Regions from separate parts of the Mus musculus genome. Here all the other regions are linked to region 2. A link is a contact called in public HiCAR-type and promoter capture Hi-C data. All regions are on one chromosome and are shown on one strand. Each heading gives the region's core, a stretch centred on a gene start, on an enhancer-like site or on the middle of the called end of the contact. The rest is flanking DNA. Distances are from core to core; before and after follow the strand shown.

Evidence for each region. Promoter capture Hi-C pulls out the DNA fragments that hold promoters and counts their contacts. HiCAR-type assays count read pairs that join an accessible place to other places. Capture Hi-C pulls out chosen DNA fragments and counts their contacts.
Region 1: a contact with region 2 is called in a promoter capture Hi-C map of pre-B cells. The contact joins the promoter of Sox30 here to the promoter of Pwwp2a in region 2. A contact is called at or near these places in 3 of 39 promoter capture datasets (embryonic stem cells, liver and pre-B cells).
Region 3: a promoter capture Hi-C map of adipose tissue shows a contact between it and region 2, with 7 times the contacts expected there. The contact joins the promoter of Thg1l here to the promoter of Pwwp2a in region 2. A contact is called at or near these places in 8 of 39 promoter capture datasets (the 3T3-L1 cell line, the C10 cell line, embryonic stem cells and 4 more), 2 of 484 Hi-C or Micro-C datasets (CD4 T cells and muscle stem cells), 4 of 115 datasets of contacts at active chromatin or transcription factors (astrocytes, fibro-adipogenic progenitors, large pre-B cells and 1 more) and 2 of 9 other capture datasets (adipose tissue and liver).
Region 4: a promoter capture Hi-C map of liver shows a contact between it and region 2, with 4 times the contacts expected there. The contact joins the enhancer-like site here to the promoter of Pwwp2a in region 2. A contact is called at or near these places in 5 of 39 promoter capture datasets (3T3-L1-derived adipocytes, hippocampal neurons, liver and 1 more) and 1 of 115 datasets of contacts at active chromatin or transcription factors (astrocytes).
Region 5: a HiCAR-type map of astrocytes shows a contact between it and region 2, with 3 times the contacts expected there. The contact joins the promoter of Adam19 here to the promoter of Pwwp2a in region 2. A contact is called at or near these places in 3 of 39 promoter capture datasets (cranial neural crest, liver and pre-B cells) and 2 of 115 datasets of contacts at active chromatin or transcription factors (astrocytes and embryonic stem cells).

What each region holds. Positions count from the first base shown.
Region 1 is chr11:45,977,854-45,983,534 of GRCm38.p6, forward strand. It overlaps Sox30 (SRY (sex determining region Y)-box 30), which reads left to right and starts at 2,457. Exons shown (of 5, transcript NM_173384.2): 1 at 2,457-3,520; 2 at 5,466-5,681. The coding sequence starts at 2,467.
Region 2 is chr11:43,679,408-43,685,175 of GRCm38.p6, forward strand. It overlaps Pwwp2a (PWWP domain containing 2A), which reads left to right and starts at 2,591. Exons shown (of 2, transcript NM_027557.1): 1 at 2,591-3,209. The coding sequence starts at 2,686. Gm34963 (a long non-coding RNA gene) reads right to left here and starts at 2,657. Exons shown (of 2, transcript XR_388594.3): 1 at 2,428-2,657.
Region 3 is chr11:45,952,444-45,958,382 of GRCm38.p6, forward strand. Thg1l (tRNA-histidine guanylyltransferase 1-like (S. cerevisiae)) reads right to left here and starts at 3,060. Exons shown (of 6, transcript NM_001080969.3): 1 at 2,832-3,060; 2 at 1,613-1,789; 3 at 292-461. The coding sequence starts at 3,022.
Region 4 is chr11:45,895,448-45,900,804 of GRCm38.p6, forward strand. The region is part of intron 8 of Clint1 (clathrin interactor 1); the gene reads left to right. Among named protein-coding and RNA genes, the nearest start is that of Clint1, 46 kb to the left of the region's middle. Within about 2 kb of position 1,549, at least 8 of the 459 cell types and tissues checked have an H3K27ac peak or open chromatin away from gene starts, as enhancers often do. A contact at or near this core is called in liver, where this site is marked.
Region 5 is chr11:46,054,059-46,059,631 of GRCm38.p6, forward strand. Adam19 (a disintegrin and metallopeptidase domain 19 (meltrin beta)) reads left to right here and starts at 1,926. Exons shown (of 23, transcript NM_009616.4): 1 at 1,926-2,152. The coding sequence starts at 2,056.

The DNA.
Region 1 (5,681 bases), core at 1,207-3,706, 2.3 Mb after region 2:
CACTTAATGAAAAAGAAATATTGAGGGGCCAGCAGGATGGCTCAGTGGGTTAAAAGCATTTGCTACCAAGTCTAGCAACCTGAGCTCCCAGGGAACCAGACTGTGGCATGGATATAACCCCCTGCCCCAACACACACACGCACACACACACACACACACACTTTATACCATCTCACACATACAATAAATAAATGTAATTTTTAAAAATTAAAGAAATATTGAAGTATCAATGTAATGCTGGGTAGTCTTTCTCCTTTTCATTCAGTCAATTTGTGCCACATGTCGTGGGGCAGTGAGGTTGTGTGGCTACTGTGTATTGGCAAGTATCATGCTCTGATGAGCTGGTCTTTTTGTTATTATAAAATGTCCTGCCGGTCTCTACTGCATTTCTTATGTTAAAATACACATTAACATAGTTTTCTCAGTCTCTCAAGATCTTTGTTTGCTTGGTGTGTCTACTCTGCTTGATATCCTTCCCTTTCATTACTATGCAGACAACATAGGTTAACCTTATTTCCAACACTGATTGGAGCTTTTACTTCAGTAAAGGCCATGTTCTTTTTCTCATTTCTTGGTATTTTTTTAATTTAAAAATATTTATGTCTTCTTAGTGTAACAATTATATTCTGTTCTATTCTTTAAGCTAAGTACTTTTTTTTTTTTTTTTTGAGATGCTAGGGTGTTGAACCTAGCAAGGCTTTTAAAAATCCAGTTTTGTTTAGTATAGTTTGGTCTATTTGAGGCAGAATCTCATATTGTAGCCAAAGTTGGACTTTAACTGACAGATAACTCAGGCTGGCCTCAAACTTATAACAACCCTTTTGCCTGAACCTCCTAAGCACAATCTACAGGTTTAGTTGTCCATCTGTGTTGTGTTCTTCCATGTATAGATGTATGAACTATAGAGCATTAGAAAGAATTCATCTTTAATTGCCTTGGCTATAGTGTTTATCTTCCTCAAGATAGAGCATTAACTTTTAGTAAAGAATTCATCTTTAATTGCCTTGGCTATAGTGTTTATCTTCCTCAAGATAGAGCTGTAACTTTTAGTCAGGATGTCTAGTGATGCAGGAAATGTTGATAATTTCTCATTTACTTGCTAATATTGAATAAAAACTAAACACACTCCTTCTTAAAAGAAGAGGCACACACATGGAAAAAAAACCTTAAAATGAGCCCTTAATATACATAGTATTACTATTTTATTATGCTGTGGCAGTTCTTATTTCTTTATTCAATAAGCATTTATTGCACAATTACTCAACAGTCGGCACTGGGGAGTCAATGATGAGCAAAACAAAAGCAGTTCTTTCCCAAAGGAGGTAACAATCAACTGGAAGAGGCGCAGAATAATCACACAAAGAAAGCACTTCAAAGGACATGATCAGGTGTGAGTGCATAAAAGAGATTCGAACGAATGCTGTCATGGTTTTCTCTGAAATGCCGGTTCAGCTCCAAGTTGAAAAATAAACGGGAGTTACAAGAGACATAAATGCTTGACTTGCTAAAGCGTCCTGTGATGAAAAAGAATAGCATGGGAAGCAATGTGGTGAAAGTGTAAAAAACTCAAACTGTAGGTATAGCCTAAGCTACTAATCAGGTTTATCAGGCTCTGCGGGGTTAAGAATTTCGAACTTTTATCTCATAACCAGTGGGAGCGGCAGAAAGATTTGGGGGAAATGTGACAGTTTGACTTGTATTTTTAGAACAACTGGCAGTCGGGAGGTAGTGGGACATAGGTGAAGAGCAAAACTTCAGGAGAACTGTAACATCCATATGGAATTAGAGAAGGACAATGGAAGCCTAAGCAGGATAATGGTGGGTGGGACCTCAAAAGGTGGATGAATCTGGGTCGCATCTTGGAAGCAGACTGAAAATTCAACTAGTAAAATAGTTATACCTAGTCAAAAACCAGGTCCAGTAAGATCAGTTATAAGTTCCAAGGTGTCCCCATACTTGAGAATGACTAGAAGACCCTATCAGACTCCGGCTTTATGAACACACAAGGCCGAGAGCCCAGCCCGCAAGAAAGGCCCACGCCTTCATCCCTGGAGGTCCTTGGTAAAGGCGTGGAACAGAAGGGTTTCCTGGGCAACGCCATTGTCGCGCTCCAGGAGGGGGCGGGGTAACCAAGGTCAAGGCCTAAAGAGAATCCGGAAGAGAGGGAGAGTGAAGAGGCGTGGAAAATGGGACACAAGGAGCTTCGGCCCGGTCTATGGCGGATGATTCCAGGGTTCTCGCACGCGGCTAGTGTGGAGGGTGGGAGGAGCCGGGGAACGTGCCTGTGATTGGCTGGCGGGAGACACCGGGCCGCTCCTGATTGGGCGAGGCGAGCCCGTCTGTGGAGCGCGTAGGGTTCTGGGTAGCCAAGGCCTTGGAAGGGTCTTAACCGAAAGGGGGAGGGGGAGGCCGCCAACAAACGGCTGAGCTCACAATCCCGGCCGCGGCCCGCCCGCCCCCTCCCCCATGGAGAGAGCCAGGCCGGAGCCACCGCCGCCACCGCCGCCGCCGCCGCGCCAACCGCCGCGGCCCACCCCTCCGCGCCCGTTGCGCCCCGCTCCGCCCGCGCAGCCCGTCGAGGCCGCCACCTTCCGGGCCGCGGCCGCAGAGCGCTCCCAGTCGCCGTCGGCTCAGGCCACGGCCGCCATGGCCGCGGTGGCCTCGTCGTGCGGGGAGGCCGCGGCGGCGGGTGCGCAGGCGGCAGGGACGCGACGCCTGCTGCAAGTGAAGCCGGAACAGGTGCTGCTGCTGCCTCCCGGAGGACCGGGGGTGCCTCCGGCTCCCGACGAGGGCGCAGCCGCCGCCGCCGCTGCCGCTGCCGCCGCCGCCTCGTCCGCGCAGGCGCGCCTGCTGCAGCTGAGGCCGGAGCTGCTGCTGTTGCCTCCGCAGTCCGCGGCCGACGGAGGCCCCTGCAGGCCGGAGCTGCACCCCATGCAGCCCCGGACGCTGCTCGTCAAGGCCGAGAAGCAAGAGCTGGGGGCGGGCTTGGACCTGTCGGTGGGATCTCGGAGGACCACCGAGGCCGGCCCGAGAGCCTCGAGGGCCGCCAAGTTGGATGGCACCGGGAAGGCCCTCGACGGCCGCCGAAGCGATGAGAAGAAAGCCAAGCTGGAGGCAGAGGAGGCTCCGAGGGATGCGCTGAAAGGCGGGGAAGGCAAGAGCCTGCTGGCCATCGGAGAAGGAGTCATCAAGACGGAGGAGCCAGACAGACCCAGGGACGATTGTAGGCTGGGCACGGAGGCCACGTCCAATGGCCTGGTCCACAGCAGCAAGGAGGCCATCCTGGCCCAGCCGCCTAGTGCTTTTGGGCCACACCAGCAAGACCTAAGGTTCCCTTTGACACTCCACACCGTCCCACCTGGAGCCCGTATCCAGTTTCAGGGGCCTCCGCCTTCTGAGTTGATACGGTTGTCCAAAGTCCCCCTGACACCAGTGCCTATTAAAATGCAGTCCTTGCTGGAGCCTTCTGTAAAAATTGAAACCAAAGATGTCCCCCTCACCGTGCTGCCCTCAGATGCAGGTATTAGAAGCCAGGGGAATCTGGCTTTCACAGGTCTGTGTTGCACAGACATATTAGCAGTTCAGGAGCTGAAGCTCGAAAAGTAGAATCCTGGTACGGCCCTTAGCTTGCACAGGGAGTGCTTCTGGTTGATTTGCCCACATACTGGTAAAATACACTTAAGTATTGCCACAGTTTTTATAAACAGTCACTCTTAAGACTTAGTAAACAGATTAAGAGAATAGACTCAACAGAAGGCCTTGTTAGATGATACAGATTCCTCAGTTTATATAAAATAACATCAAATTTTCTATCATAGTAGCTTCTTAGGTTTATGTGTATCAAGAAATAAAATATACCAGTGTTCGAGAAAAATGATAGTTGTTTATATTGACTATAGATGTTAAAAGAGAACAGTAACTTTTCTGAGAGAAAACATACATATAGCATATAGCTAAAGCTTTTAGAAATAATAAAAATAAGCCAAGTGATTTTTAAAAGAAGTGATTATATTTAAGATATATTTTAAAGATATATTTAAAGCATATATCTAAGCATATATATAGATACAGATATATTTAAAAGAAGTCACTACAACCAAATACTACTTTCCAGTATTTTCAAGTATATTTTAAGCAAGTCCTTAGAATTAGTTCACACAGAACTCTGTATCACTGAATGTTTTAGGAAGTCATAATCATTCTTCATGTTTACATGAACTTTTACATTTATTATTATTTTTTAATTTTTAGTCCCGATTCTCCACTTCTGGTTTTTTTTTGGGGGGGGGGGGTTGGTTTTTCGAGACAGGGTTTCTCTTTGTAGCCCTGGCTGTCCTGGAACTCACTTTGTAGACCAGGCTGGCCTCGAACTCAGAAATCCACCTGCCTCTGCCTCCCAAGTGCTGGGATTAAAGGTGTGCGCCACCACGCCCGGCTCACTTCTGTTTTTTAATAACGTAAATACCCCCTTCTATTTACTTTATGTGTTCATGCCTGACATGTTCCCAAGTCCTTCTTGGCACAACCACTTACTATATCTGATTTATATGGCATTGGGAATTGAACTCAGGGCTCAATGCATACTAGGCAAGTATTCTACTAACTGAGCTACATCCTCAGTCAAGATTATTTATTTTAAACATCCTTTGCAAATCAAAAACGTTTTTACATATCGAGGAACCCTAAAAGGAATTAATGTGCCGGGCGTGGTGGCGCACACCTTTAATCCCAGCACTCAGGAGGCAGAGGCAGTTGGATTTCTGAATTTGAGGCCAGCCTGGTCTACAAAGTGAGTTCCAGGACAGCCAGGGCTATACAGAGAAACCCTGTCTCGAAAAACCAAAAAAAAAAAAAAAAAGGAATTAATGTGAAAAGTTCATAGATGGTGCTTTTATGAACTGCATAGGGATACAAATTTAATGAATTTCCTTTATAAGAATTTTAACTGTACCATGACTCACAGGGTCATATGTATAATTTTCCTCCCAGGACATGAGACTAGTTTTAATAATTCAGTGTGGCAGGATGTTCACCTTCCTAGTGAAAAACTGAGCATAAACATTTTTGCTTCAAAGACACTCGATCTGCTGTCAATGACTTCCTTTACATCCCCCCCCAACTAACACACACATAGTGCTAGGTGCATAGTTTAGGTGCCTGCTCCTTAATATTAGTGAGAAATAAACTAAATGTTAATCACTGTTAGAGATATTAATGAAGCTTAAATAGCCATCCAGTGTGTCTGCATAGTATCTTCAACAATAGTATACTCTCTAGGAGTCATTCTAAGCTCCAACTTAGAATGCTGAGTTCAGTGACTATGAGGGATTTTGGAATCTTGGCAGTACTTTGGCTATATTATAGTGTATGTTTTCAGGTACTTTATAAGTATAGGTGAAGGTATACTTCACTTTAAAATTGTGTACATGGCACATTAACTTAGTCTCTTAATTTTTGTCATATAGGAATACCTGATACTCCCTTCAGTAAGGACAGAAATGGTCATGTGAAGCGACCCATGAATGCATTTATGGTTTGGGCAAGAATCCACCGGCCAGCACTAGCCAAAGCTAACCCAGCCGCCAACAATGCAGAAATCAGTGTCCAGCTCGGGTTAGAGTGGAACAAACTTAGTGAAGAACAAAAGAAACCTTATTATGATGAAGCACAAAAGATTAAAG
Region 2 (5,768 bases), core at 1,341-3,840:
AATGCGTGTGCATGTTAGCAAGCACAGTTTGTTTGCTTGTTTGTTGAGGAAGGCCCAGTTTTTTCATTTGTAAAGAGAGTTAAAACATATTAGTGTGCTTTAAAAGCTGATTACTAAGATACAGTCTCATTACGATAGATGCCCTAATTGGTTGTCTTAGTCAGGGTTTCTATTCCTGCACAAACATGACCAAGAAGCACTTGGGGAGGAAAGGGTTTATTCAGCTTACTCTTCCACATTGCTGTTCATCACCAAAGGAAGTCAGGACTGGAACTCAAGCAGGTCAGGAAGCAGGAGCTGATGCAGAGGCCATGGAGGGATGTTCTTCACTGGCTTGCTTCCACTGGCTTTTTCAGCCTGCTCTCTTATAGAACCAAGACTACCAGCCCAGAGATGGCCCCACCCACAAGGGGCCTTTCCCCCTTGATCACTAATTGAGAAAATGCCTTACAGTTGTATCTCATGGAGGCATTTCCCCAACTGAAGCTCCTTTCTCTGTGATAATAACTCCAGCCTGTGTCAAGTTGACACAAAACTAGCCAGTACACTGGTCTAGAACTTGCTATATAAACCAAGATGGCCTTGAACTGAGATCCATTTGTCTCTGTCTCCTTCACTAAAAACATGCACCATCATGCCTGGTTATTTTCACTACTTTTAGCTATTCATCTCTGTATGTCTGGGAGTAGGTTTGTGCACAAGGTAGCTAGAGGAGGGCATTGAATCCCCTGGAGTGCTGGAACCAACTATGATTCTCTGCAATAGAAGCACATGGTCCTCACTGCTGAGCCATTGCTCTAGACCCCCAGAACACAGGACTTCAAATGAGAGGGTTTGGGAAAGTCAGTGGTACACAGTGGTCTCTAAACAAACTCCATTTTCCCTGTGGCTGTAAAGGGAGATTCTGAATTCTCCTTGACTGGCATCTTCTATTGGACTTTTACTTTCCTGAGAACTGCTAAGCTTGAAATAGACAGAACGTTGGCTAATATTTGCTTATTGTCATTTTGTCTTTTCTATAAAAAAATACCTGGACTTATGACCGTGTAATTTATTAGCTAAACAACATTAGAAACCTTTTTGTCTCAGTTTTCAAATAAAATGGGTATAATAGCACTTGTCGAATTGCAAGGACCATGTAAGATTGTACTAGATATTGATATATAGTATTCAATTAATCTTTGACATTTCATTCTTCCCTCCACGTTGGTAAATATCTTCTTTCTCTTTTGTAGGTGTTTTCAGTGCCTCTGATTGCTCCTATTAGAAAGGACTGACTGAGGAACAATCTGCAAGAAATGAGTACAGTGGCTCCTTCTAGACTTAACAGATTTCAAATAGAATTGGTCTTTAAACGCAACACTTGGGAGGCAGAGAGAAGGAGGCCGATCTCTGTGAGTTCCAGGCAAGCCAGAAGTACATAGGGAGACGCTGTTTCAAAACAAAAACCCAAACCACAAAAACAAGGACCTTAGGACACTGGAGGGCTCCCCTAGCCCTCATCTTTTCTTTCTTGGGATGGGATCTCAGTTTGCAGTTGAGTCTATCCTGAAACTGTATTAAGTCTGGACTAGAATTTTGCCATTTCTGCCTGTGCCTCCCAAGAGCTGCCCCACCGGCAACTATGCCTAGATTTCTTTCTTTCTTTCTTTCTTTCTTTCTTTCTTTCTTTCTTTCTTTCTTTCTTTCTTCCTTCCTTCCTTCCTTCCTTCCTTTCTTTCTTTCTTTCTTTCTTTCTTTCTTTCTGCACACGGCAAGGAAGAGGGTAAGGAAAGAAAAGGCTTCAATAGTGAACTCTTTCCGTGGATCTAAGGACTACAGTCAATTTAGCATGCCAGTTGTCTGTCTTCTCGTTAGAATTTTCCTTTTTTGAAATTAGCAGGTTCCTAGAGTTTAGTCCTTTATATTTTAAAGAGTGAAACCAAGGAAAACACCGCTTGTGTGTATGCGGGAGCTCCTGTCATGTGGTCATGGAGAATGTCTTGTACATCGCCCTGTTTCCAGCACCTCGTAATCTGACTAGTGAATAGGCACCCAAAAAGTGTCTCAGGATTATTTTCGGAACTTTAGTTATCTTTCCCAACAGAAGCCTGTTGTGCCCACACTTGGCCACAAGCAAATCCAAGCCTAGAAATAACATTTATTCTAAGGATCTCTGCGCAAAGATTCTTGGGAAGTGGTTCCCTTTCTGCATTCTCCCGCTATTCCCCCCTTGGGGAGTCTTTGAAAGAACTGGCACGACTCGCGTTTTCTTCCCTTCTCCCACCTCCGAAGAACGGGCCGAGTAAGGGCAGGGGCATAAACCAATCCTAAAGCGGTATTTCCCCTACTAACCAATAGATACAGGCTGTAAGCACAGGGCGCCGCTTTTGCCATCCTTCAGCCCGCCCCTCAAACTCCTTTTAGATTCTCCACTTGACAACTCACCTGACCAATGGGAAGTTCCTACTCTGAGGGAGGGGGCGGGACTCAGCCCGCGACAGACGGCTCCTTCTGACCAATGGGTTGACAGAAGTGCGGAAGGGGGTGGAAGGCGGAGCCAATGGCGCGGTGCCAATCACGAGCATCAGGGAAAGGGCGGGACGAGAGTGTTAGCGGGAGGGAGGGGAAGGCCTCGGGATCCCAGCCGCGCTGCCGCCGCCGCCGCCGCAGCCCGAGTAGGAGGAGGGAGAAACCAGCGAGAAAATGGCGGCCGTGGCTGCTGAGGCGGCGGCGACCGCGGCGTCCCCCGGGGAAGGGGGCGCCGGCGAGGCCGAGCCGGAGCTAGAGCCCATTCCCGGCAGCGAAGCCGGCACCCCCCTCCCGGTCACGGCCACGGAGGCGGCGGTGCCGGACGGCGAGGCCGACGGGCGCCAGTCCGCCCCTCAGGCCGACGAGCAGCCGCTGCCGCCACCGCCGCCGCCGCCGCCGCCGGGGGAGCTGGCCGATAGCTCCGAGGCTGAGGAGGCGAAGCCGCCCGAGCCCGCGGCTGTCCCGGTCTCGCCGCCCGAGCAGCCTCCGGCCGCCCCCGAGCAGCCCGAGGACGCGCCGCGGCCGCCACCAGCTCCGGCGCTCGTGCCGCCGGCGGGCGGGGACTCGGCGGTGTCGCACCTCATCCCCGGCTCGGAGGTGCGGGTCACGCTGGACCACATCATCGAGGACGCGCTCGTCGTGTCGTTCCGCCTCGGGGAGAAGCTCTTCTCCGGGGTCCTCATGGACCTATCCAAAAGGTACCGTCGGCCCCCCAACTGCAAGCTGTCCGCTCCGCCGCGAGGGAGAGCGCGAACCCGAGCTGCTCCCGCCCCGCCCTCGGGTCCTGCGCGCCGCGCCGCTCTCCGCGTGGGGCGCGCTCCGCGTGGGGCCGACGCGCGCGGCCCCGGCCCCAGGTGTGCAGCTGGGGACGCGCGCGGGTGCAGATGGCTGGCACACCCCGCCTCCGCATCCCCAGCCCCCTGCGACCCTCTGGCTTGCGCACTGGGGCAGATGGGTTAATGCAAAATGCAGATGGATCCCCTAGAGAAACGGGTGCTGTGGGGGGGGGGGGGGGGGAAGAGGTGCTGCGGAGGCATCTCCCTGTCCTCAAATCAACCTTTAACTTTAGCGGGGCTGAAGAAAGGGGTGTGTGCTTTGGGCTTCCCAAAAGGTTACCTGTCAGTTGTTAAAAGAGGAAGAGCCTAGAGTTAATGAACCCTTTTTTAACTGTTATTAAGAACTGCTGGAAATAGTTTCTCGGAGGATCACTCTTTAATAAGGAGGTACCTTTTGCTAATTTTACTTATAGCTTAAAGAAATATTGGAGACGGGATAGGTCCCCTGTCTTTTGAACATTTACTACCCAAGTGGTGGGTTTACAAAGGAATGTTCGCATGACTTTTTCTTTGGCAGTGATAGAGATTGAGTCTCAAAAGATTTCCGAGACGATGTTTACAGTTAAATTTGTTTTGACTAGAAGGTTGAGTTCACCTACAAACCTCTGTCTTATCCAGTATATTTTCACCTTTTGATTTAAAATGTTCTGGGCACTGCTTTAAACAGGTAAAGAAGGTAATCTGCTTTCAGTCTAGAGTTAACCTTTTTATTCTCTTCTTTTGCAGATAGGAAGTGCAGAGACTCCCATTCATGGCTCTCCATTCTGTTTCCTGCAACAGCACACACACTCTGGTGTCTCACCTGTTTGGAAATGGCTCTGTGTGTTTGATGTGTTTATGTATTTCTCTTCTCTTCTTTTTTCTCTGTACTGGAGATTGAGCCTAGAGCCTCTGCATGCTAGGCAAGCATCCTGCCATCTAGCTACACACCCCCAGCTTCCTCCAGAGTTTCTTTGACTTTTGAGACATGGTGTGGGTTAGTTAAGTTGTCCATGCTTGCCTTGAGCTTGCAATCCTCTTGCCTCAGCCTCTCCCAAGTACTGATATGATAAGCATTCCCATCATATCCATATCCCGGCTTATGCTTTACTCTCAAATTCCTTGACCTCCTGTAAAGTTACAGGAATTTGTTCCTACCTGGAAACAGCTACTTAAAATTTGCATTGGAATATGGCAGGGGGTGGGGTGGGGAGTGTTATGTTGGACAACTCTTCAGTTGCTCAGTGTACTTTGTTAGTCTTCAGAGTCCTTGCTTTTACTTATTCATTTATTTGTTGACTGTCTTTGGGTTAGTGCTTTCATTAGTAGCTTTCATTTTCATAATTAGAAAGCTGAATATAGATTGCTTTCTACTCATGTTTTTAATAGCAAGAGAGACACTCTAATGTGTATGCTATTGAATCAAACAGAAGAAGAGGCCAGTGATTGTGAGAATCTGAATTTCAAATCTGCAAAAGAAAGGTGCAAAAAGGTAAGTGTTTGGAAATAGAGTGGATGGTGATTTTTCATGTTGAGGTGCTCGTTCTGTCAGTTTTAGAGAATTGTCATTTTGAGTTTTGCTCTATTTTGCTAACAGCACTTCTTGTATATAATAATTTATTTTTTGTCAGAAGAGCTTTTGAAAGGACATGCAGTCTTGCTTAGTTTTGCTGTTTTGAACTCCTGGGCTCAAACTGATCCTCTTGTCTCAGCCTTTCTCCTGCCTCAGCACCCCCAGTAGCTGGGACTACAGTGTCCTGAGCATTTATCCCGACTCAGGTCATGGATACACTGTATTCAACAGACACTTTAAAATTAGCTTGTATCTTATTTGAATTGGCCACTGAATTATTCTTCCTGGTAAAAAGTAACAAGAGCTCGCAATTGTATCATAAGTTAGAGTCTTTGTAATTGTAGCGATGGTGTATCACTATGGAAGGCAATTAAGACTTATTTAATTTGACCAGTTAGCTTATGACTGACAGAGATTTAAATGTGAAAAGTTTAGGTGGGGTAGGAAGTAAAGAATTGGTGTGTGTGTGGTTTTTTTTTTTTTTCAGATTCAGTAGCAGGGTGCTGCAAAGGGTCTTAAGCCAAGCTGAATAGTCCCTTAATAGTCAAGGCTGCTTTGGAGAGTCTTTCTTTCTGTGAATATAGGAGGGCATATAACATAATTTCAGAAGTTGGAGTTCTTGCCCTGAGATAATTGGGAGACTGTGTCAGTGTATTTGTGCTATTGTTTAGTCTTCGAGAGGGCTACTTATTGTATTTATTTAGTTACTTAGTTTTTTTTTTTTGTTTGTTTTGTTTTTTTTGAGGATTGAATCAGGAAATGCATATAAATTGTTTTTCTCAGTGTATCAGAAAGGACAGACTTTACTGTTAACCGACTGTACTTTTGATGAAGACTATACCATCCTATTACTTCGTAGCTCTCTAGTT
Region 3 (5,939 bases), core at 1,810-4,309, 2.3 Mb after region 2:
CTCCCACAAAAATCTCCTGAGTTTTCAAATACTGTTAACTAATTAGAGTGTGAGAGACAGTTTGGTGTAGTGGGACACATCCTCTAACACAGGCCTTATACAGCAGGATTGAAAGTCAGCCTGGGCTATAAAGAAAGGCTCTATTAAATGAAAACAAACAAACAAACAAACAACTTTTAAAAGACACTTGACTCCAACAATGTACTAATGAGGCAAACTTGTATGAGACCCTCAGCTTTAATGCACAGGTTTGGTAGGTTTGATTCAAACTGTGTACTTGGTACCACTTACAGTCTGCCTGTCGCCAGCTGAGGTAGTCCTTCAAAGTCTGGTTGCTAGGATACAACACGACTCTCCCATCAAATCCTGGAGGATACCGAAGGGGCTGGTCCTCAAAGTAATCCCGCCAGTAAAATACGTAACTGGAGGCAAACTGGGAGGCCACGAGAGTCATGAACTTACTTGTAAGACACATTGGGCAGAACAAGAAAAGAGAAAGTATTTGGTATTAATTCCACGCCAAGACTGGATCTGCAGATACAATAGAGAGATTATACAAAGCTCCCAGACAGCTAAGAGAAACTTTTAATATGTTTTCAATGGAGTCAGCCTCTACTTAAACTACTTACTGACTTATGATGAAGCACCATGACCAAAAGTAAGTTGAGAAGAAAAGGGTTTATTCAGCTTATACTTTCACATCATTGTTCAGTACTGAAGGAAATCAGGACAGGAACTCAAAGGGAGCAGGATCCTGGAGGCAGGAGCTGATGCAGAGGCCATGAAGGAATGCTGCTTACTGGCTTGCTTCCCATGGCTTGCTCAGTCTGCTTTCTTACAGAACCCAGGACCACCAGCCCAGGAAGGGCACCACCCACAGTGGGCGGGCCCTCCCCCACCAATCACTAATTTAGAAAGTGCCCCACAGGCTTGCCTGCAGCCTGATGTTATGAAGGCATCTTCTCAATTGAGGTTCCTGCCTCTCAGATAATTTTAGCTTATGTCAAACTGACAAAAAACTAGCCAGCACACTCACTAACACCAAATCTCTCTCCATAGGACTTGGTATACATTTATAATTCAAGATTTTCTTATTGTTGTTTTGTGGGTATGGTATTGTTTTCCGTCTTGGAAGAAAGGGGACCATTATTTTGAAGACATACCAATTCATCATATAATTTGATTCCCCAAAGAGTTTCAGTATACTACCAAATTCAATATAAGATGGATCTCCTTGTTAAAAAGTTTAAATAACTCTTTAATACATGGAAAGAGTGACCCTGCAATGCTACCCATGAATCACCAGTACTCTATTTTTCTCTCAAAGTCTCTGCTTAAGTCTCTGCTTATCCGTCTAACTATTCAATAGGTCAGTCTGGAAGCTGGATTGACAGGATACAGAAGGAAAAGAATTAAATAAAGAAAGCATCTTAAAAAAAATACACAGCACAAGAATTTTCAGATCTCATTGGAAGGAAACAGTCAAAATAGGACATGTACACTCTGTAAATGCAGCATCACCCACAACTTTGAGGATCTCAGCTGTCGCCATGAGAAACAGAGGAGCAGAGAACGGGAGAGCATCCTAGCGGAGGCTGGTTTTGAAGCTCACCTGGCTCTTCTTTTGAACCAATTGCTCTTCTTCCTGAACACAAAGCTGTACTCGTCACTCTGGCCGTACGCAATCACAATGTCCTCCAGCTCCTCCATTACTGTCTGGGCACATTTGGTCATCAGATGGAGGGCCCGACTGTCATTAGGTTTGGCAAAGTTGTGCTCCTCAGCAAACCTTCATAGAGGAAAGAGAGGGGCACAAGCGGTGGAGAGTGTCATCACCAACACCATCCACAGAGGCAGTTAAGAGAGATGGAGAGATAGCTCAGTAGGTAAACTGTCAGGACCAAGTTCTAGCCCCAAAACATAAAACAGGGTGGGGGCTTGGTGGCACCTGCTTGTCATCCCAGTGCTGGAGAGGTGGAGGCAGGATTCCTGGGGCTAGATGACCACCAGGCTAGAGTATCTGGTGAGTTCCAAGGAAGTTCCATGAGAGACTGTCTCAAGAAAAACAAGGAGGACAGCTCTGAGGAGGGACACCCAACATTAACCCTAAACTTACGCATAAGCATGTACAGAAAAAAAAAAAAAACACGTTTTTCTTTCTTACTTTGACACACTGACAAAAAGGGATACAACTGCTAGGCTTCAATCCACTTTTCTGTGAAGTTTCACCTTACTGGGTGAATTGAGAACACTATTACCTTATCAGGTTGTATTGCTGATTAGGAGATCAAAATGCTCTTACTAAGTGCTCAATAAACATTACTATAGCTCTATGTACTTAAACAGCTATAAAATGGTAATAACGAATAACATAGCCCTTTATTGAAATTAAGTCCCCAATAGTTTACTCTCCTTTTTTCTTCCTGACTCTAGTGCAGTCAGTTCATGTAATATGAAGCTGACTATGAGAACGGGACATACTATCAACTCATGACCACAGTTAGGCTTATGCGGGCCTCTTAACAACTCTCAAAAATAACAAAAGGGTCGCACGTGTGACTGAAGTTTAAGTAGTGGACCGAGAAATGACACCTCCCCCCCACACACACACACACACAAAGTTCTTGCAAACTGGTTTCAGCTAAAGTAGCACGGGTTTTTCACCAATTACAGTACCCAGTTCCTTTTAAATATCTCAACCACCTAGCAAGTCCTTCAGGCGACGCTCAATGCTGAGTGTTCATTGGCTGTCGCGTTACCCCGGTAACTACGAGAGGCGCACTTCCCGGAAGTGTGGGCGCACCACGCGGTCTCCCGCCCCTCCAGCTCACCGGTGGAAATTCCGGCCGTCCAGCCGCACCACCACCCAGCAGTGCGGCAGGCATGTGTCCTGAACCTCAAAATTCCGCACGTACTCAAACTTGCTCTTGGCCATGGCCACCCCCAATCTCAGGCACCGTCTTAAAATAACGGAAGTAGCAGCCAAAAGACTGCCGATCCTCGCTGTGCGGAAAGCCCACATTCGCCATAAGGAAGCAATGGACGGGCCCCACCCCGGAAGTTCCTGTCGCTGTCAGAGCCGCTCTAGCCACGGTGGAGGTTTCTCTATTGACTCTATTGCCTTCAACTCAGCTGGCTGCCAGGCGTGTTCTTCTGGGCTGTGGGTGCCTGTCTGTTACCCCGTAGGCAGCAAATCGCAAGCTATCAGATGTTGTTTTGTGACCAAGTTTAAAAGTATAGTTGTGACCTTTTTGTCTTGTACTTCTAAATAGCATTTATAAAGCATTTCTAAGTAGCATTTCTAAATTCCTTGCTAAGATGAAATACACTAAATTATCACTTTATAGTTCGGGGATGGGGTGGGGAGGATCTTCTAGATTCTTCTAGGTAAGTTTAAACAAGGAACATAAAATAGAAATTGATCATCTGTACAATTTTGTATTTTCTTCCATTGACCCTGTTTGGTTTTTTTTTTTTTTTTTCTAGAGTTATTTAGTGGTTGTTCCAGTAAAGTGTGATTTAAACAAAGAAAGGGCCAGCAAGACAACTCAGTCTGTAAAGATGCTTGATGCCAGGTGTGATAACTTTGATCCCTGGAAGCCACATGGTGTGTCCTTCCTTTCTCAGGCTTTCCAAAAGTGAATACCAGAGGCAGGTTACCCTGCCATATGTCATTAGGTGAATTTAAAATTTGTACTCATCACTATTAAAAGATTTTGTATGTGTGTGGGTGAGTTTATGTGCATCTGTGGAGGTCAGAGGAAGACATCAAGTATCTTCGTCAATCCCCCTTCATCTTAATTTTAAGACTGCCTTTCACTGATCCTGGCTCTCACTGGTTGACCTAGAAGTCACTAGATGGCCAGCAAGTTTGAGGGAGCCTCCTCTCTCTGCCTATCTCACACTGGGGCTGATGGGTATAAGCTTCCACATCCCACTTTATATCTGAATGTTGAGAATTTGACTTTGGATTTCTACGCTTGCCTGGCAAACATAATAATTACAGGGCCATCTGCCCACTCTTGAACTCAGGATTGTTTTAAAATGCATTTCCTAGCTTTGCCCACTGGGCACAGATGAAATGATACCCTGAAAGCAATAGGCATACAATTCGTGGTTGCTAACACCTCTCTCCACTAGAGTATACTCCTAGAAGAAGTGACTGCCTCCTAGTTAGATGAGTCACAGAAAACACAAAATGAGACTGGGGCACATGTTGTGGCAGAAGGGAAAGAACTGCTAGGAGTAATAAGACGAAGTGACAAAATGAGCCCAGAGGACTAGTGCTGCCACTGAGCAAATCTGAGGTGATTTGAGTATCAGAACAACAGTGAGTGATTATCATGTATGGAATAAGTGAAGGCCCAGGCAACATAACAATACTCAAAGAGAGGAAAGTTCATGGATAGTTTTGGAAGTATTGTTACACTAACTTCTTACACTGGCAATTGATTATTAAAGGGAACAAGGCCCTTTTCTTGTCTTTTATATAGAACTACAATTCAATGCCAGTTGATGAGAGGAAGCCTTTTACAAAAGAGTGCCGGCTAGTTTCAAACACAGAATGGTGGGCTCAGAGAATCAGTTTTGTTCTTTTGTTTTGTTTATAAACATCTTTGAAACAATTAACTCAAACGTGGATCACTAATGGATGCTAAAGCTGTGATCTCTAGAATTAGTGAAAGACTCCCTAGTCTGGTGGCATTGGCCCTCAGATTGTTTGCTAGTCACAAGATGAAAGGCACAGTCACAAACGAGAGCACTTGCCACCTTCAGCTGGTCTCCTATTGATTTTTCCTAAAACCAACAGCCACTGGAGATCCTGGGCAGTGCAGCATGGCAGACACAAACAGGATTTCTAACAGTTGACTCAAGTATTACTCCAGTGGGCCACAGTCTTCTCCATACGTTAAACTCGGAGGATAAACTTGAAATTGTCAGTTCCCAGGCTGCTCACAGAATCTTTTCGAGTGTGATCCAGGCAATAGTCTATTTTTTTTTCTCTTAAATAATTTTCTTTTATTATTAATTGTTTATTCATGTGTACCCAAGGAGACCAGTGTGTGTGTGTGTGTGAGAGAGAGAGAGAGAGAGAGACAGAGACAGAGACAGAGACAGAGAGAGAGAGGGGAAGAGAGAGGGAGAGGGAGTGGGAGAGGGAGAGGGGGAGAGAGAGAGAGAGAGAGAGAGAGAGAGAGAGAGATTCTTTGCAGCTGCGGTTACAGGTGGTTGTGGGACCCCAGATGTGGGTACTGGGAATTGAACCCCAGTCCTCTGTAAGAGCAGCAAGTGTTCTTAACCAATAAGCCATCTCTGTCATGCCTCTTGCCTGTCTTAAGTGACTTAAAAACTTAAGAAAAAAAAACATAGTAGAAACACCGCACACTAGGATAACTTAGCATAGTTTCGAATAGTTGTATTGCATAGGTTTATGTGGAGATATACAGCAAATCCTAGTACTGACTTTCCCAGGAAACTCCCACTTTCTTTCCATCAATTTATCTATCAAATCCTTAGTGGTTCTGTGGTGGTGCTGTGGTTTCCAGCGTTTTGTGAGTTGAATTTAGACTTTGTGTTTATTTTCCTGGTTTCTGCCACAGATAAGGTAGGATTCACCATGGGAGTTTCTAGGAACTCAGGCCACCACCAATGCTCTACCATATTTGGTTTATGAATGTTTTTACTGGTGTGTAGTGATTATATAAAATAATGGGTTTCATTTTCATCCATGTATGTAACATACTCTGATTATATTCATCTCCCATTATCCTGTCCTAGTCCTCATACATACATAGTCTCCCTGATCCCATTGCTGTTGTGTGTAGTATAATCAGGCTCTGCCTTAGCCTGGGAGTTGCTACCGAGCTAGTAGCTCCTCCAGGCTCTCTTTTGTTCCTCCCGGCTTAGGTCCAGGATTGACGCCACCAGCATTGACTGAC
Region 4 (5,357 bases), core at 299-2,798, 2.2 Mb after region 2:
TAAAACTTAGAAAGGGAACTGGGGATATAGTTTCTTAGTAGAGCATTTGCCAAGCATTTGTGTGACTCTGGACTCTACAGTCCTGCAGAAATACTTCCTGGATTTACTAATGTGAAATTAATGAGCATTCTCTGCTATTTGGAGAGAATTATTTGACTGCCTAACAGGAAGAAGGTGAGAATTTGGTAACCCCTTACCCTAATTTCTTTGGTGCCTATGAGTGACTATGTGGGTTACCTTTGCTTTCTCGGCCTTACAGTCAGACACCCATTTCTCAAAGCTTTAGAAAGATCTCACCTAGTTTTAAACCTTCTGACCTTTAGGCCTTGAGAGGAAAAACTGTTGGTTGTAGTCCACAAGTCTCAGTGACTGGTAAATGTGACCTCAGATCACTGTGACATGTCTCAGTTCACAGGGCTTCCTCTCCTCTCCATACTGCTTCCTCCTTCAGAGTCTAATATGTTGATGACATTTTTCACAAAGAGTTTGGAGGCTTTGTTGTTTGCATGTTTAAGCTGTTAAGATGTGAAAATTTACATTAACATTCACCTTTTAAATTTTCCTTTATAAAAATATGTGTTACTCTGTATGCTTTTGTTACATGCCCTAAACTTCATTATGGTTGTCAAAGCAGATATATGCTCATTACTACTTTTTCATCTGTCAGCGAGTGTGTGCTGACCCAGACACTGGAATTCTTGGGCTCTTGGAAAAGTCAAATAAAGGAAGTAATCGTCAGTCAAAGGGCAATAATTGACTGTAATTACCTAGTTATAAGCATGCTGGGTGCTTTGCAGGGAAGGGGGCACTATATGAATATATATAACTGACTTCCTATTAAGCTTATTGGAAGAGGGCTGTGGCCAGGGTGGAGTGCACATGCCTGTGCCTACAGCTCTTGGCAAGCAGAGTTGAGAGGGTCTCCAGGCAACCTGGGCAAAATACCCAGATCTGTCAGAGAGAAGGGGGAGAACATCACATTGAACAGTGGATGACGCCTGTCTCAGTGGTGAGACTAAGGATTTCTTCTTGTGATCTCCAGTGTGTGCTAACTTTGAGTAATTCCTAACAACTTGGATACCATAGGATTGCACTTGATGATTACAGTCTTAATAAACTACTGTATTCCAATAAAAAATAGCTCAAGGTAAGAGCTTTTTAAGGATAGTTTTTCTAAGGCTCTTTAAAGTTGATTACATTCAAATATAGATGAGCAGGATGCAGGTTGAACTAATGTCCAAAGGGCAGCTGTTTTCAAGTTGTGTAAATAATTCCCAAAAGCAAAGCTTTTGGACTTGCTTTTTGCTTTAAGCACAAGTCCGTGATATAAATTGCTTTTCATAAATAGATTAGTGATTGTAAAACCACCAGTTCTTTTCTTTCTCTCATGCTGTCATGAACTACTGGCCTAGGAATAAACTTGCAAGGCATCTGGTTTGACCTGGTTCTGAGACCCTTCTGTCACTGTTCTACAATGACTGTGACCTAGAGAGGCTGCCACACTCACAGCAGCAGAACGCTGCCCTGGGTGTCTGAACAGCCGCTGGGTGCTGTCTCTGTATATTTAAGATTGGAGCTACAGTGCGAACTGGTAGTTAGCATACAGCCATCTAATGTGTCACAGAATAGCAGTTATTTTGGACTTCCTGGCACGAACTATGAAAAGGCCCTGTTTAAGTCAAAGAATTAAGTAACTGGGAAGATCATCTGTATGCCATGACTTTCCTCCTCTGTGACCCAAGATTTCTTTGAACAAAAAATTGCTTTGAGCAGAAAGAACCCTTTGAGTGTTTTTTCTTCTCTGGTGTAAATGGTAGACTGACTTATATACATATAACAATTAATATAGTAACTGAGGCAGAATTTAAATGAAATCTGCAAGGTTTTTTGCCCTTAAAATTTAGCTTAATATTATCTCAAAAGCAACTGAACATGGTTTGACATCAGAATTACTTTTTAATAACTTCATTTGAAATATATATTTAGCCGTGGATCTTAAATGAAGTTCTGCTACAGAAGGAAGTTAAATTTAAAAACTAGCACTTGCACATGAGACTGTGTAAGGACCTGCCAGATGTCCTGTATGTATAATAAGACTCCCATGCAAGTGATAGGGCCACAGACCACCAGTGAGGTAAGCAAGCATCTGCTCATGGCCCCCTCAGCAGATGAGCATCTCCATAGCCGTGTGTGTGTGTGTGTGTGTGTGTGTGTGTGTGTGTTTACATCATCATTGCTAGCATTTTACAGAATATCTGCTAAAATGTGCTAAAATACTTGATTAAAATCTGTAGACTATCTGACCAAATTTATAACTGCATATGTGAAACCTAGGCTGTGTGTCATCTTGTTCTTGAGTTTGTTTTGATACATGCTCCATCATAATCTTCCATTACAGTTAGTCTTCTAGAGATGATGTTTCAGTGCCTGCTACAGAAAGTTTTCCTAAGTCAGTGCTAGAAAATAGGTATTAAAATTAGAAACTAAGCCAACTAAAAATAGAATGCTAAAAACATTCCATTTCTCTTTTAGTGTGAGTCAACCTTGTAGGCTTTGTCCCTTTGTGAATAAGGAATTTAGGTCTTAACTTACTGCTCCACAAGCTGTATGTCTCTTGAGTGAGAGTGGAGAGAAACGTGTCACCAGTACAACTAGAAAAACTGTGTTAATAGGGCTTAGTACAAAACAGGGGTTCTTTGTGTAGCCCTGGCTGTCCTGGATCTCACTCTGTAGACCAGGCTGGCCTCGAACTCAGATCTGCTTGCCTCTGCCTCCCGAGTGCTTGGATTAAAGGCGTGCACTGCCATCACGTTTCCCAGGCTTAAAAACATTTTTTAAGGACTGAAAATGTATCAAGTCCAAATTATTCCTTATCATTTGAACCTACCTGCATTTTACATGGATTGGAAGCACAGTGGGGCGGCCTCAGTCAATCCTCTTGCATTTGGGTGCAAGCTGTCTTTAAGCTCTGTTTACTAGAAGTTGGTAGTGGTTTTTTTCACTGATGATGACGATGAATTTTTAAATGTGGAAAACATTTTGCCCCAAATTAAATACACAAAGGTTAACTATAAAAATGTTTAGTGAATATTATTTGTAAATTTTTTAAGATGAGACTTTGCCACGTAGCCCAGACTGGCCGCACCTCTGCTCCTGCTACATTGGCTTCCCAGCTAGCTGCTCAGGTGAGCTCTGCACACTGCCTCCTAGATGGAGTGTGTGCGGATTCAGTGAGACAGACTTCAGCATTTGTTGTGTGGCAAAGCTTTGTGGCTTCTGGCTGAGGACAGCTTTCCTTCTGATCTCCCTTCTGCTTGTCTCCAGAAGCACTCGCTGTGAGCTACACATCGTCTATAAAGTCATTAACCAAGAGACCCTCATTTCTTCTGCACTTCAGTGTTTTAGCTTGAGGTTTTTCCTAAATTCTTTTGTGTTCCAAACCGAGGTAGTCCTGCCTCTCAGAGTCTTTGATGAGGAGAGAATCACATCACGTTTTTGAGTGCTGTGTCTGAACATGTATTCTATAGGCCAGTTGTGACTTTGCCTGTTGATGGTCTGGGCTCTTTTTTTTTTTTTCTCTAGTGGAGATATTTGTTCTTACTGATTATTTAGAAATTAGTCACTTACTTTATATATATTAGGACTCTTCAGTTTTTAATGCATTGGAATAAACTCTGTACACGGTTTTTTTCATTTGTATTTCAAGCACTGTCTGACCATATTTTTCTTGTTCCCAGTATTGCTCTGGGAAATTCATAGTCCCAGCTGGTAAGGGGATAAACAACCTCCTTGCTGGCCTGGAGAGGCAGGTGGGTTTGGTTTGTTTGTAATGACAGCGCTCGTGTGGGAAGCTGCAGGAAAGGCAGCAGCGGCCTTCTGCATGCAGCACGCTTTGATGGTCTTCTGGACTTCGGTAGAGGTGATGTGGGAGGAGCTGGAACATGGACACATGCTTGTCCCTCCTAGGAGAACCTTGCCCCTTTAGAAATGGGTTTTTAATTTCTGAAAGGCTTCTGACAGTTGAAGGTAGTTTTGTGGTGCTTCAGAAAATGTCAAATCCGTGCCAGAGAGCATGTGTGCCCAGTCTCACTGCTCCTTCCTGAAGTCACGTGAGTGGGGTAGGAGCTGCTGTTGACTTTTGATGAGGATAGTATTCATGTGAGTCGGAGAAGGGGGATCAGGTACACCTGGAATACCTTGTCAGGAAAGCTTCTTAAAATCGTTCCTTGCTGCTTTGATCTCCAACATAGATTCTTCTTTGTGACTTAGACTAGTTCAGATTTGAAGGTCTGTACTTGGCTGAGCATGGAATTTTCTCCATATTGTTTATTCACTGCTTGGATGGAGCAAATTAATATAATCTGGTTTTGTATCCTTTACTGTTAATAGAAATTAGCATTTTATTAGCAGTATACTTTATCAAAATGTTTAACATAAAGGAACAGAAAACAAACATATGTTAAGCACCTACTCTCTGCAGCATTCATTTCCCTGTATTTATGAACATGTTCCTGTCTGCGATATACACATTTTGCTCGCTGCTCTTTGTGCTCATAGCATTTTATCATGTTCAGTATACCTGTAAGAAAGAAAACAAAAGAGACAAATCACTTTGATACTGTCCTTTGGATGAATTGTAAAATAGCAACATGAGCTGTTGTCGGTAGGAATGCAGAGCCTGTGGTTGGCACTACCTGGCTGCTGTGAGGTTGTATCAGTAAGTGTGGTGATGGAGTATGGGAACGGAAGAAGTTATTAGTTATGCCTGCTGATAGTTGATTGCGTAAGTGTACATTAAAAAGAAGGAGCAACAGACATGTATTGGAAACGGATTCTTCCCTTTATTGAGCCGGCCATCTAAGAAGGAGTGGGCGGGGTTACACTTTAATTAACCCAGCTGAGTGGAGCAGCTGCCATAGAATGTCTCGCAGCGATAAAACAATCAGAAATGGCACCAGATGTTGGAGGCTGTCCCTGGTGGTGTTTGAGTGCTGCCCAGATGTTGCAGTCCCACCTGGCAAGTTTCTGAGCACTGCAGGCTAAGCAGCTGTGTTCCTATAACAGTAAAGTGCTCTGATGGATTTGCTGCTCTAGGCTTCGCAGGCTCTGGCTCACAGGTGAAACTTTAAGGACAAAAAACAAAGCCAGCAGCTTAAAGTTTTAGATCTGTGGTTTGTTAATCATTTACGTAGAAGAACACAGTACGAACACTTAAAGCACAGTAGTACACACTGTTGATAAAAGTAAGTCTCTCACTGTGCTGTTTATAATACAAACTGTGCATAGGAGATTGACCTGGTGGCTGTGATTTTGCCATTTTAAAAATAGCTGTTCTGCAATAGTAACAAGGGCTGACA
Region 5 (5,573 bases), core at 676-3,175, 2.4 Mb after region 2:
TAAAGGCATGCACCACCACGCCCAGCCTTAGACCATTTCTATGGTGATAGCAAATGACATGCATGACAGTGAAGGACTAAATTACCCCCCCCCCCATTCATATGTTGGAACCCAAGCCTTGGTGTGACTGTACAAGAAGATGGTACCCACAAGGAGATAATTAGGCTAGAGTCCGTGAGGATGGGCTCATACATAGCACAGGCTTCCTCAGAAAACCCCGGAGCTCGCTCCCTATACTTGTATGGACAGGGCCAGGTGAAGACACAGTTGTTTACAAACGAATAGAAGAGTTTATCAGAATCTGACCTGGTGACACGTGGGGCTTGACACTCCAGCTTTCCAGGACTGACAAATGAGTCTTTAATGCCTCAGACCAGTCACACCCCTTGCCGCCTGGGGGTGAGAAAGGCAACTCTCTAAGCCACTATCTGCTTTTCCATTACAGCAGATGGAGAGAACTCACACAGTTCCTGTCCACACCAATGGTAAGAATGGTTTGATCCCTTCCCTCTGTGAGAGCCTTGCAGACTCACGGTGCATTGGTTTTGAGAGTTCCTGGCCTGGTTTTGGGGGTGGGGGATGGGGAAAGGAACTGACAAATGTAGGTGCGAGACTCCCCTTCCAGAGCCTCCTCTCCCTTGGAGTTTTGCTAACCAACCCTATACAGATTATTTCTGGCTATCTCTTTTTTCTGTTCTTCATTCATCAACTAAGGCATGTTGCACCAGGCTTTGTAATAGCAAATATACAGACTCTAAGTGAAACCCAGACATTAGCTTTGTGACCTTTGGTGAGGGGACTTAATGCTTTTCTGGTTTGATTCCCCTCCCCCAGAGGGGAGATAGAGATGAAGCCAATACCTACCCCCTCCAGATGGTCGCCTAATTATCACTGTTATTCTACACTGTGTCAATGGAGTCCAGATTAGCCTCAAATTCACCACGTAGCAGAGATTAACCTTGAACTTTGGATCCTCCAGCCTCTGCCCCATAAGTGCTGGGATCACAGTGGTGCACCACACTCCTGGAATTACGAGGTCCTGGGGATGGAACCCAGGGCTTCATGAGTGCATGACAAGCATTCCACCAGCTGAGACACATTTCCAGTCCACAGCGGACTCATGACAAGATCAACTATCAGAGGCCCTAGCACGTACGGAATGTCAATAAAAGCTAAGTCCTAAGTGTCTGCTACTGTAATTTTCTTAGTGATAGCCATCATTTGTGGGCTTCATCTTCCATTGCATCCTAAACCCTAACCATCCCAAATTCTGCTCTCTCCTGTCCCCAACCTATACAGCCCAAGGCTTCCCTCCTTCTCTGTAATCCTGTCTAGACTGTTTCTTGGGCTTGGTGTTCTGTTTCTGGAGTACAGAAGCCCTGTCCTCTGGGATGCTGGATCTGCAACCCCACCCCCTCCACCCCCCACCTCCCGTGTCAGAAGGCCTGGACTAAAGGCCCAGATTGGAGTCCCGATAGGAAAACAAGTTCTTTTAGCACTCATTTCAGTCCCTTGGAATTAACTCTTTCACAGCCTGACTCCAAGAGTAGTCAATCCTGGAAGGTAGAGCTACAAAGAGTTGTCTTGGTCACCCAAAGTACTTAGCATAAAGCGGGATAGAGTAAACTAGCTACAGTGGGGCAGAAGTGTGTGTGTGTGTGTGTGTGTGTGTGTGTGTGTGTGTGTGTGTGTGTGTTTAACACTTTCAACCCCAGTCCTGTAATCTCCCAGGCCTCAAGAATGGTTGATTACTTCAGAAATTCGGATCATCCCTTCCCCTGGGTGTCCTTCACCTGAGTCAGCGATGCTCCCGGGGGGCTTCCCTCGCTCCTCCCACTGCTGTCCCTCCAGCCACCACCAACCCCCTCCTCCGCGTGGCGCCTCCCCTCCTCCCATTCCAGGCAGAGCCCTGAGGGGCTAGGGGCGGAGCGTCTGGGATGTGGGCTGGGTGGCTTTTAGGCCGGCGTTTGCTTGAAAACCTCCGCCGCCGCTAGGCCGGGGGCAGGCAATGGCAGGGGATGTGTGATTGCGGACAGTGAGAGGGCCGTTGCTATCATGCCCGGGCGCGCGGGCGTCGCCCGGTTCTGCTTGCTGGCTCTCGCTCTGCAGCTACATTGGCCGCTGGCGGCGTGCGAGCCGGGATGGACCACAAGTAAGTGGCAGCGCGCAGATGGGTTCTGAGGCGACTAGGGGTGGTGGTGATGACTGAGGGTCTGAGAGTCGCTCTTGCATGCCGGCAGCTCCATGACCGCTATCCCTGCGGACTCCGCCACTCCCCGGGTGTGAGTATCGCCACCCCCAAGCCTAGGAGCCCAGGCTTTGTTCTCTTGTGGTGAGCCACGGGAGGTCGTGGAGCTAGTGCGCTCACTGCAATCAGAAAGCAGTAAGTCTCTCTCTCTCTCTCTCTCTCTCTCTCTCTCTCTCTTTGCTTGCCTTCCTTTCTTCATCTCCCCGTGTTTTCTTACTTTGGGCTTCTCTTTCCGCTGCTCTTCCTATCTTTGCTGTTTTTCTTGAGGTTGCTCGTCTCCGCTCTGCCTCTCTCTCATCGCTATTTTGCGCCCGCTGCTCTAGCAACCCCAGAGCATCCCCAGAGGAGCACCCCAAGCATCCTATCCCGAATCGGCGAGGGAACCACTCCCTGGATCTTGCTGGGGGCGGGGGGGTGGTGGTGTCAAAAGCATACCAGTGGGATAGAAAATCAAAGGTTTCCGAGAGATTAGGGTAGGGTGGTTTACTGGTTATCTCTGCCTGTACACTTAGCATCTCTGAAAGACCATAAAAGAACCATGCGCACCCATTATGCAGATCGTAAGCTGAAGTTCACTAACAAAAACCCAGGTGTGTATAAGTACGCCCCACATTGAAGATCTGATACTGGAAACCGGAGCTTTCTTTCCACCTCACCCAATGCCTATCTCCTCTTGGCCTCAGTTTTCATGTGAAGAAAATGGAATGGGCTCCACGCTTCCAGTTTGGACGCTGGATAATGCCTATTTCTCACAACTGTTTTCCCAGGCACCGCTCCCTCCCGGGCCGCATCCCTCAGAGGTTCTCATAGGATTTCGCGGAAGGGACGGTCCCGGAGGGGCAATGCCTGGCTTCTGTCATCTTGACCCGGGAGAGCTTATTTAGCCTTAGCTCTGAGGCAGCTGGAGAGCTGGGCTGACTCCAGACGGTCGCGGGTGCTTGCTGTACCAACCGTCAGCGTTTTTAAATCAAGCTAACGACGCCCTAGTGTACGGGCTGGGCAGGCTGCAGCCCCCGCCCCATCCCTGCAAGAACCTGACCCGAGGGTTTCCTCCACTCAACGCTCCAGCTCCTTTGCCTTGGATAGGAGAAGGCTCTTCCTTTTGTTGGGGTGTGGGGTTCCTCGGGGAAGAGGGAGCCAGGTCCTGTTCGAGTCTGATTTTCCAGCCTACCATTTGCACAGAAGAAAGACAGGAAAGTAAACTTCACGGGATCTGGAGGCCTTGAGAACAGTCAGTGAGGTAGAGTGACTGCAGACCCGGGGAGAAAGCAAAATCTACGAGTTGTAAAGTGACCCATGATCCCCAAATGAGCAGTTGCTATTAATATTTTCCTTTCCCCCTTCCTGTCCTTCTATGACTATATACTGATGAATCTGGAATCGTACCATTCATACACTTTAAAAGGTGCTTCCCAAATCATGACATCTCCCAAAACTATGATTTTAATGGCTCTAAGTTCTACCAAGAGACCACAGAAATATAATTTCCTCAAAGTTAAACTCCTGGCTCTTATACAAATGTGACGAAGATTTTTTTTTCTTTCATTTATGAAGTGGCCAAAGCAGCTGCTAAAGCTGGTCAAAAGCATCAACATAATCAATATCAACATAATCAATACCAACATAATCAATATCAACATAAACAATATCCCCGGTGATACAGGGAGTGGCATAGGGAATTCCTTTGGGTGAGACAGAATCAAGCAGTTGTTGGTTCTCCCTCTCCTATTCCTGAAGTCACTTGCATCTTTGTCTGTCACAGGCGTGCAGTTAATGTTAAACTTCACCGAATACAGGCCATCCCACCGAAAGCAAACAAGTGAGCCAGAGATAACATTCTCTTACCCTTTGTTAAGTGACGCTCCAGGTCTGACACTGAAAGCTTGATCCCACGTGCTCTGGCCTTATTTTCAAGTTGTGAGCAACCCTTCTCCAGTTACGTTGCCTTACGTGTACTTAAACTGGACTGTGTGTAAAGAGATTGCCCTCAGTGCTTTTCACCATCCGAGACCTTTTGTCGTTCTCTTCTATCCTGTACAGCTCCTTTTGTTTAAGAGTCTAGATCCATCAGTCTCTGTAGAGGACTATGTCTCACTTGTTCCCTCATGAACATTAAGCACCTAGCGTAGTAGCATAGGGTTAAGAACTCAGGATGTTTTGGGTAAATAATGTAAATGTATCTATCTCTTCTGATTTGTACCAGTGTAAACAAAACCAATAAGACTTTTTTTAAGGATACATTTTGATTGCAAATATATCATATTTTTGAAAAGGAATTTAATCAGTGGTAATCCAACACTTTTTTGTTTGTTTTGGGGTTTGGGTTTTGGAATGTTGTTTGTTTGAGACAAGGTTTCTTTATGTATCCTTGGCTGTCCAGGAACTAGGTCTGTAGACCAGGCTCCCTTTAACTCGGAGATCTTCCTACCTCTGCCTCCTGAGTACTGGAATTGAAGGCCTGCGCCACCACTGCCTGGCTCCAGCTACCTTTTTTTAAAATTTTTTTTTTGGGGGGGGGGCTTTTCGAGACAGGGTTTCTCTGTGTAGCCCTGGCTGTCCTGGAACTCACTTTGTAGACCAGGCTGGCCTCAAACTCAGAAATCCGCCTGCCTCTGCCTCTCAAGTGCTGGGATTAAAGGCGTGTGCCACCATGCCTGGCAGAACCTTTTTTTTTTTTTTTTAATTTAATTCTTCTCTGGGACAGGATGCTGTGTAGGTGGATGCTGTCTCAGAGATCTCTAGATAGCCAAGATGGCCTTAGACCTCTAGTTGTCTTGCTGGAATTACAGATGTTTGCCACAAAAGCTCAGTCATCTTTTAATCCCTCCTGCGGTTGATGAGGCTGAGTTAGAAGGAACAGAACACAGGGTTCCTTGGTGACATCTCTGGGAGTCTTCAGATCTACTCAGTTTCAGAGATGTAATTTGCTTAGGGATCAGGAAATTCTTATCTTTTAAAAGATGACCTGTAGGGCTGGTGAGATGGCTCAGCGGTTAAGATTGCCGACTGCTCTTCCAAAGGTCCTGAGTTCAAATCCCAGCAACCACATGGTGGCTCACAACCATCTGTAACGAAATCTGATGCTCTCTTCTCGAGTGTCTGAAGACAGCTACAGTGTACTTACATATAATAAATAAATAAATAAATAAATAAATATTTTTTTAAAAAAAGATGACCTGTAAGTAGTGTTGAGGTCTTCCATTCTTGAACATGGCTCTTCTGTGGCTTAGGCTTCTTTTCTCAGGAATTTGCTGCCTACCTCTATCAGTCCCACTATGTCAACTCGGGATATCTTAATGGGGAATTTCCTTCACTCTACGACAAA